2 separate regions of the Zea mays genome follow, and region 2 is linked to region 1. A link is a contact called in public Hi-C data. All regions are on one chromosome and are shown on one strand. The core of a region is the stretch at or near the end of the contact, and the rest is flanking DNA. Distances in the headings are between cores, read along the strand shown.

The links. A called contact is a pair of places that touch in the nucleus more often than the background predicts.
Region 2: a contact with region 1 is called in a Hi-C map of ear, with 2.0 times the contacts expected there. The contact joins the promoter of LOC100194362 here to the promoter of LOC100279924 in region 1. A contact is called at or near these places in 3 of 25 Hi-C or Micro-C datasets (ear, leaf and tassel).

What each region holds. Positions count from the first base shown.
Region 1 is chr1:200,230,475-200,234,249 of Zm-B73-REFERENCE-NAM-5.0, reverse strand. LOC100279924 reads right to left here and starts at 2,001. Exons shown (of 11, transcript NR_174154.1): 1 at 1,226-2,001; 2 at 236-272; 3 at 1-132. It overlaps LOC109943719 (a long non-coding RNA gene), which reads right to left. Exons shown (of 2, transcript XR_002266799.1): 2 at 3,466-3,775.
Region 2 is chr1:200,521,844-200,525,618 of Zm-B73-REFERENCE-NAM-5.0, reverse strand. It overlaps LOC100194362 (putative RING zinc finger domain superfamily protein), which reads right to left and starts at 1,619. Exons shown (of 6, transcript NM_001139397.1): 1 at 1,345-1,619. The coding sequence starts at 1,486.

The DNA.
Region 1 (3,775 bases), core at 752-3,251:
CGAATCGATGATGAGATTGACAAAGTGTAAACAAGCCACCCTTTTTATCTCACAAGAATAGCTGGTGTCCAGTTTTTCTTGCAAAAAACTTAATGTGGAAGCATAATTAGCTTGCAAAAGGACAGAATCTGCCTGTACTGCACAAGATGAGGAAGGTTATCAGCATGAGTGCACAAGGGTTGACAATATTCAAGTGAATATTATACGATACAATATAGCTGGCAGCAAAACTTACCCTGGTGGTTTTAAAGGATGGTAACTTCCATTGCCATCTGGAGAAGCAGAAAAAGACAGCAAACCATTTTATCAAGAAAAAGATCAATCCAACAGGGTTCACATTGATGTTAAGTTGTTAACAGCATTTTCAAAGTTAAAATGTAACAAAATAGCCGCAGTTCACAGAATCAAGCCAACCCTGCAACTGCATACTATGAGACATGTGCAGATGCATAGAGGATTTTAAGGGGATTTGTATATCGAGACCTGGAATCTTTTACTTGATATGTAACTATTCATGAAGAGATGCCATGAACCAACAAGTGGAATTGGTAGCATGCATGAAACACCAAACAATTTAGGAATGCAACTACAGTGACATAACAGATTCAGTGGGTTCTTCATCTAATTGCAAACAGACAAACGCAGTCAATGCGACAGTATACAGGAATGTTAGCTAATGCAAATCCCCCTTCCTTCATGAAGCAAGGCCGAATCAATCCATGCACCCTATCAACCACCTGACAGCAAGCTATGAAGAAAACACCTCCAGTCAAAGCTAGCAGCCTAGGTTACCATTCTGTTCAGTTGGGCGCAAAACACCCACAATTCTGTGAACTACTAATAGCCAGGAGAACTCCTACATTTATGGCTAAAGTGCTAAACTACGATAAAATTGAACTGAATCCTCCACAACTGACATCACACAAATGATGTTAGGGCAGTCACAATGCTAGAACCCACACAGAGGAACTATGTTCCCGAATTCTCGATGGACAAAATAATCTTTTTTCCAATTACATATATTATTTCCGGCTTTCCGCTCATCTACCAATCACATCTTAATGTATTGGTTCGTGTAGACATATTTTTTTAATAAGAAATCATTTCTCCGTATCTCTTATTTACTTAAAGTGTCATATCATCTTTTTGATTAGTTGGTACCTTAATTAATGGGCATAGAACCGGTTTCTGGTTGGGACTTGGGAGTGCCAGCAGCAGCGCTCACCTTTGACGGGGATGAAAACGAGCCCGGATGTAGCGGTGTCCATGCCGGGGTTATACTTGCGGAGCAGGTCCAACTGCGACGACGAGTTGAAGCTGTAGTTGGCGGCGACGGCGGCGAGGGTCTGGCCCATGAGCGGGTAGGTGAGGAAGAACCCGTAGTCCGACGAGATCTTCGGGTCCCCGCAGGTGCAGTTGACCGTGACGTTCACCACGGTGTTGGTGTCGGGGATGTTGTTCGTGGGATACGGGTTGGTGACGGCAAGCCAGGCGGCGGAGGTGAGGTTGTTGTAGTTCTGGGCGATGCCGCCGTAGGTGTCGCCGGTGACAACCTTGTGCGGGAAGGAGCCGCCGAGGTAGGTGGCGTCCGAGTTGGGGAACGTGTGGCAGCCGCAGGTGAAGGAGATGTTGACGCTCTGGCCGGCCTGGATGTAGTCCAGGTTTGTGGTGCCGGGGTTGTAGCGCGCCAGCGCGTGGTAGTCGCCGATGCCGAAGAGGCTGGCGATGTAGGTGAGGTTCTGGTTCCGGGCGACGAGGTAGGAGCCCAGCGCGACGCAGCCGGAGTTGAGGCAGCCGTCCCCCGCCGCCACCGCCGCCGCCGCGGCGAGGAGGAGGAGCCGCATGAGGATTCGCGCCATGTGGACAGCGAGGAGGACGAGGCAACCCTAGCCTCGAAAGCGTGTAGCAATTAGAGGAAGAGGAGGAGCTGGGGGAGGTGAGGTGCGGTGCGGGGAGATTGAGGGGTAGCAGCAGGAGCAGCAGACCACAGCACGCGGCGACGATGAGCGCGACAACGCGGCGGTAGTTTGACCCCTCGCGCGCGCGCGGCGCACGGGGCTCCCGGTGGGCCCCACCCAGCGAGGTGAGTTACGCAAGTGACACTGGAAAGTGGGGGCAGTGCAAGGCTCGATGCGCTGTCAACGGAGAAAACAGGTGGAACGCGGGGGAGGGCCCACCACGTGGGAGGTCGTTCCGGGGAGGCGCCGGGGCGAAGTCGGCAGCGACGGGGCCAGCAACGGCGGCGCCGCCGTGGTCAACCCGTCAAAGGGGTCTGCAATAATTCGGGCAGCCCTGGACGCTGGGCCAGTCGCCAAGCGCGCCCACGGGATGCTGTCCCATTCGCGGATGTTTCGCCGGATTACCGCTTGTCCTGGGCGCTAATATTCCCTTTGTCATTTTGTCATTAGGAAGTGTTATGCTGGACACTTTCACATTTAATTTAACTACTAGGTGGATGCCCGTGCGTTGCAACGGAAACATATCATCGGTATAGAGAACGTGGCTCCTACCAATCTGGTATCAAAGGTCTCGACGATCATGAGCTCTGCCGCTGCCCCCAGGCAGCAGCCACCGCCAGCATCAGGCGGCCCCCAGCAACGTCCACCGCGCTAGTCGCAACCCCTGTTTCGTCGGGAGTCATGATGCTTCGCCGATAATCCCTCAAATACCCAGCCTCCTTGTCGGGCAGCACCACTGGAGGCATGGCGGCCCCACAGCCAATGGCGGCCACATCTTCTAGGTGGAGTACGCTCTTGAGGCCGTCCGCAGCACGAACATCGTTGTCCTCGGCGTCGAGAAGAAGTCCACACCCAAGCTCGATTACTCCAGGTAGCAAACCCTCCGCCCCTCCTTTCTATCATCCGAGCAGATCTCGTGAATTCGTGATCCTCGCTCGACGCGGACGGAGGAGGAGGTGCGGCGACACTACGAAGCGCTGGTGGAGGACGTGGCCGCTATTCAGGTCGGCCGAATCCCGCTCTCACGCTACACTGGAGAGGAGTCATCTGTAGCGACGCCCGAGGGATCTGGAGCCGCCGCCGCCACACCCCAAGGATAGAGGAGGAGGGAGCAGGCAGCCAGGCACTGACGCGAAGAATGGAAGAGCGGCACTGATGCTGATGTGGGGAATAGTTGCTTCAAGGCCATGCAGGAACGGCGCAAGAGCGTCCGTGGACGAAAGAGGAGCACAGGTCTATACTCCGCCAGGAAAAAAATCTCCATGTGTTCTTGCCTTCAAATAAAGCTTACATCTTTCATACTAAGCTTTTACAGGAAGGTTCAAGGAATGTGTAATTAGTAGCAGCCTTCCAGGGTGCATATATTCATCATTTGACTATCTCACCTGTGTGAATTATGTGTTCATCACCACCACTTTACAACTCCTTCACCGGCACGATCAAATGAGTGCCCATTGAGATTGCCAGAACCCACTTTATGAAGATGTCTGCTGTCAACTGCTTCAGCTGTTCTTGAGTTCTTATTGACACCAACAGGTGTGATGGTGTTCAGATTGTAAGGGGTGCCATTATTTGCTCCATTGTGAACATCAGGAAGAGAATGGGGATGAATAGCACCCAAGCCTTGAAAACCATAATTCACATGCCTATTCATCCGACTAAGAGAGTGGCTGATCTCACCAAGGGGAGCCTGGTTACTATGAGTTGCAGCAGAAGCAATTCCAATGGGAGAGGACAGGCTCTGTGGTAGGGTAGATGATAGACCCAGAAATGAAGCCTATCTGAACGGGCTCATTGATGTGAGAAGTCCAGAATGC
Region 2 (3,775 bases), core at 370-2,869, 290 kb before region 1:
CTCTTTTTTATAATGGAAAAAACATTTTCCAGCCTTTTGCATCAAGGATGCATATGGCTTCAATTTACGCTGCATCCCCTGTTACCATTAGCTTGGGATAATTCATGACTCTGCAGATTCCATAGACTTGTTAGGAACCTGAAGCTAGTGAAGTACATTGTGAATTTGTGATTGAAATTGCAATAATTCTGTAACCGTAATAAGGAAATATAAGTTACCCGTGGGCCGTGGCGACGAGTGCAAAAGAAGATATTGCAGCTAAACTAAGCTGTAAGCCGAGGCTTATAATAAGGAATTTTATAGTCTCTCTCAGTAATAACTGGGAACTAAGCTGCTGCGCTAAATTCTTATGCAAAGGTACCTTACGAGAGGACCAAATATAAAATGTTTGATGGAATGACACAACTGAAAGAGGAGATATGATACCCATAAGATGTCAAGAAAACCATATTACATGCTTGCAGCTAATAACAATTTGGCTCAATTGAAGACATCAAACAATTTCTTTCACCTAAAGAATGAGTCACGTAAGGGCAAGGCAGACCCAATAATAAAAAATCGGCCGGGGAGGGAAAGACCGCCCTCCCGGTATTATATTAAAAAGAGACTGAAACATGGTCCTGATCGAGAAAATTCATAACCCTAGCCCCCATCACTAGCGGGCCGTCACCGCCCACTCTGCAATGGGCCAGGCAGAGGGTGGCGTGCAGGACGTAACCCGGGAGCAGATGGGGCACAGCGAGGGGATTTTAAAACTTTGGGCTTCATAGTACAATCAACATACTCAACCCAACTAAAGTAAAAACATCATAACACAATTTCTCATGAACAAAAAGAAACTAAGAAGCCTCAATTTAGCATTGTGTCGTCAACCATATGTTGCGAAGATGTCCATTGCCACCACTTCCATTGCACGACAAACATTTTTGATATCTTGGTGTAACTCCTCCATTCGCAACAACCTCCAGAATCTAAGACACTTTGAAAAACACTTTTTTCCATGTTGTCTTTCGCGGCGATGAGTTGTGCCTTGTCAACGATAAACTCGTCTCCATCTGCTCGCCTACTTGAAAGCCTCTGATTATCAATAGAGGGAACCGCTCTACTTACTCTTACACGTGCAGTTCTCACCCCATCAGCATCATCCCAACATGTATGTGCCCAAACATCTCCGTTATTCAAGTCTGAACCACGTCGCTGACACTATGAAATCTAGAAAAGCTACCCCACCAGAATTCCTCAGTTACGGCAAATTGCGCCCGTGGCGCACGTTACCCGACCGACCAAAGCAACCATCACAAGCAGATCTGTATGACGAAAGCCCGTAGCCGCGAGGAATCTGACCTAGGTGGAACTCGTGTCCGCATTGCAGCTTGGCGACGGACCGGCCCGCGACGCAGGCGAGCACCGGATCCAGGCAGATGGAGCACGCCGCGGCCCCGGCCGCCTCCGCCGCCGACGCCGGCGGCGGCCTCTCCAGATCCATCGGCGCGCCCCCCGCTCCGCCTGCTGATTATCTCTTCCTCGCCGCGGAGGCGCTCGTGGGGGTGGGAGGACCGTGAGCTGAGCTCGCACAGGAGGGAAGACGGGCGAGGGGAGGAGAGAGAAACGAGACGGTGTATCCGAACGGAATGGAAGGAGGGTGGAAGACGGCAAATGATAGTAGTGATCGAGAGAGCGAGAAAAATGGACGATGATTATTGGACTTTGGTTTACCTCGCAAAATGTTTTTGTTTTGTGACGTGGCACGTCCGTAGGTAGTGGTGGTTATAAGTTTGTCATGGGTTGTTTGGTTCGTTTTTAGGTTACTGTTGAGAGGGTCATGGTTTTATCCATTTTCTTAATTTTTTCTTGAAAAAATGGAAATCTTTTGAAAAAATGTGGTTATCAAACTAATTTTAAATAGGCATATCTTAGTCTTAGAAAAAGTGTCCATCTCTTGCTTCGACAAGTCAAAAATAAGTTAACTAAGTTGTTGAAATTGGTATATTTTTAGTCAAATTTAAATGCATTTAATCCATTTAAGTATAAAACGTGTGTTTATTTTAAGATGATGAAATATATTATTATTTAGCAACATCTTTTACACTAATCGTGAACTTAATGAACTTATATTGTAAGGACGGTAAAATAGCCTCACTCGAGTCCATCGCACGTATTACCCATCCCATTGTTTTCTACTACTATAGCCGTTAAATTTATAATTCGTTTAACTTTTTAAATTTAAGTTTGATCAAATCGTCTTATTTAAAAATTTCCATAATAATAATTATTATATGTAGTATGCCATTGATTTTTTTCCAACATAATTTGACGAAAAAGGTTAAACGGATTATAAATTGTGACGGAGAGAATATCATTGTTTCTTGATAGCTAAAAGGCCTTATGTGATTTTTTTTATATGTTACATATAAGTGGGTTGGTAGAACTTTTTTTGCTATATACAATATACTTACTCTATTGTAATTTATAATTCGTTTGACTTTTTTATCATAAGTTTGATCGGGTTATATTATTCAAAAAACATAATTACTGTTAGTTTTGTTGTAATATTGTTTAGCATGTAATGTGCTTTAGATATGGCTTTGAATTTTTCATTTTTTTCAAAAAAAATAAAATTGAAATGGACAAACCGGTCAATCATGGCAAAAAAAAGTCAAACGAATTATAATTTGAGATAAAGAAAGTATATTTTTATCTGGTAAACCATAAACTTCTTAGGACCTAAGTTGTATTGCTTAAATTGAGCATGTTTGTATCTTCACATCCTCATTTTTGTTGGTAGGTGGGCTTGTAAAAGTATTTTGTCGTCACATCACTTTTCCATTTGCCAAGTATATATTACTCCTGCCTAGGAACACCTTTTTTTTGTCTCCGCCAACATCCTCTATATCTATCTTTTATACTCATACTTTACAATCTCCTCTAAAATATTTCATCCAGTATATCTTCTTTCTCTCAAACAACATTCTCTAAATCATGTTCTCTCTATACGCAAATATCTATATTAGAGATATTTTTAAATTTTTGTACATACGTATTTTTTATACTCTCAAATGTAATGTAAATATTTTAGTTTTGCTAAATCAGTTGTTTAAAATATTTGATAGATAGAGGACAGTTTATATAGAAAATCCGAAGAGTTCTTTAAATTTAGAGTACTATTTAAAGGACGTTGCTAGAGAGAGTAGATGACCGTATATTTAGGGTAGAGGAGCCTTTGCACGCTCTGTTGGAGAGAACCTAAGTGCATTGTATTTATCAAATTAGGATGAAACTGCGTTCCTTAAAATTTGATTACACGTGCCCATGCATGTGGTATCTTATTGGCCAAATAAGCTCATCACAACCAGCTCTTTGCCTCTTTCCTTGGGCGAGTTAAGAGGTCTTGCGCGCGTAACGTTGGACTCTGGTCTCTGGACTCTAGTGCATATAGAATGTCTTATTTTTTATTGGGTTTTATATATAGTGAACTTTGGCACACGATGAACATTGAAAACCAAGTGAATAAGAATAACGTACTGTTACATACTCTATATATAAAATAATTAACTGGGGTCCAAACTCCAGACAGGTCAGCCAAATTTTTGACAGCAGTGCAAAGGTCAACCAAACAAGAAAGAAAAAACACTGATGGGAGGCAGAGGCGCAGAGCCACGATTAGGCAATTAGGTCCTCCAGCTGCGCGCTCATCCGGCGTCGAACCCTGGCGATGTACATGTCGGCGGCCCGGTCGATCTCGTCCTCGATCCTGAACTCCTGCCCGTCGCCCTCT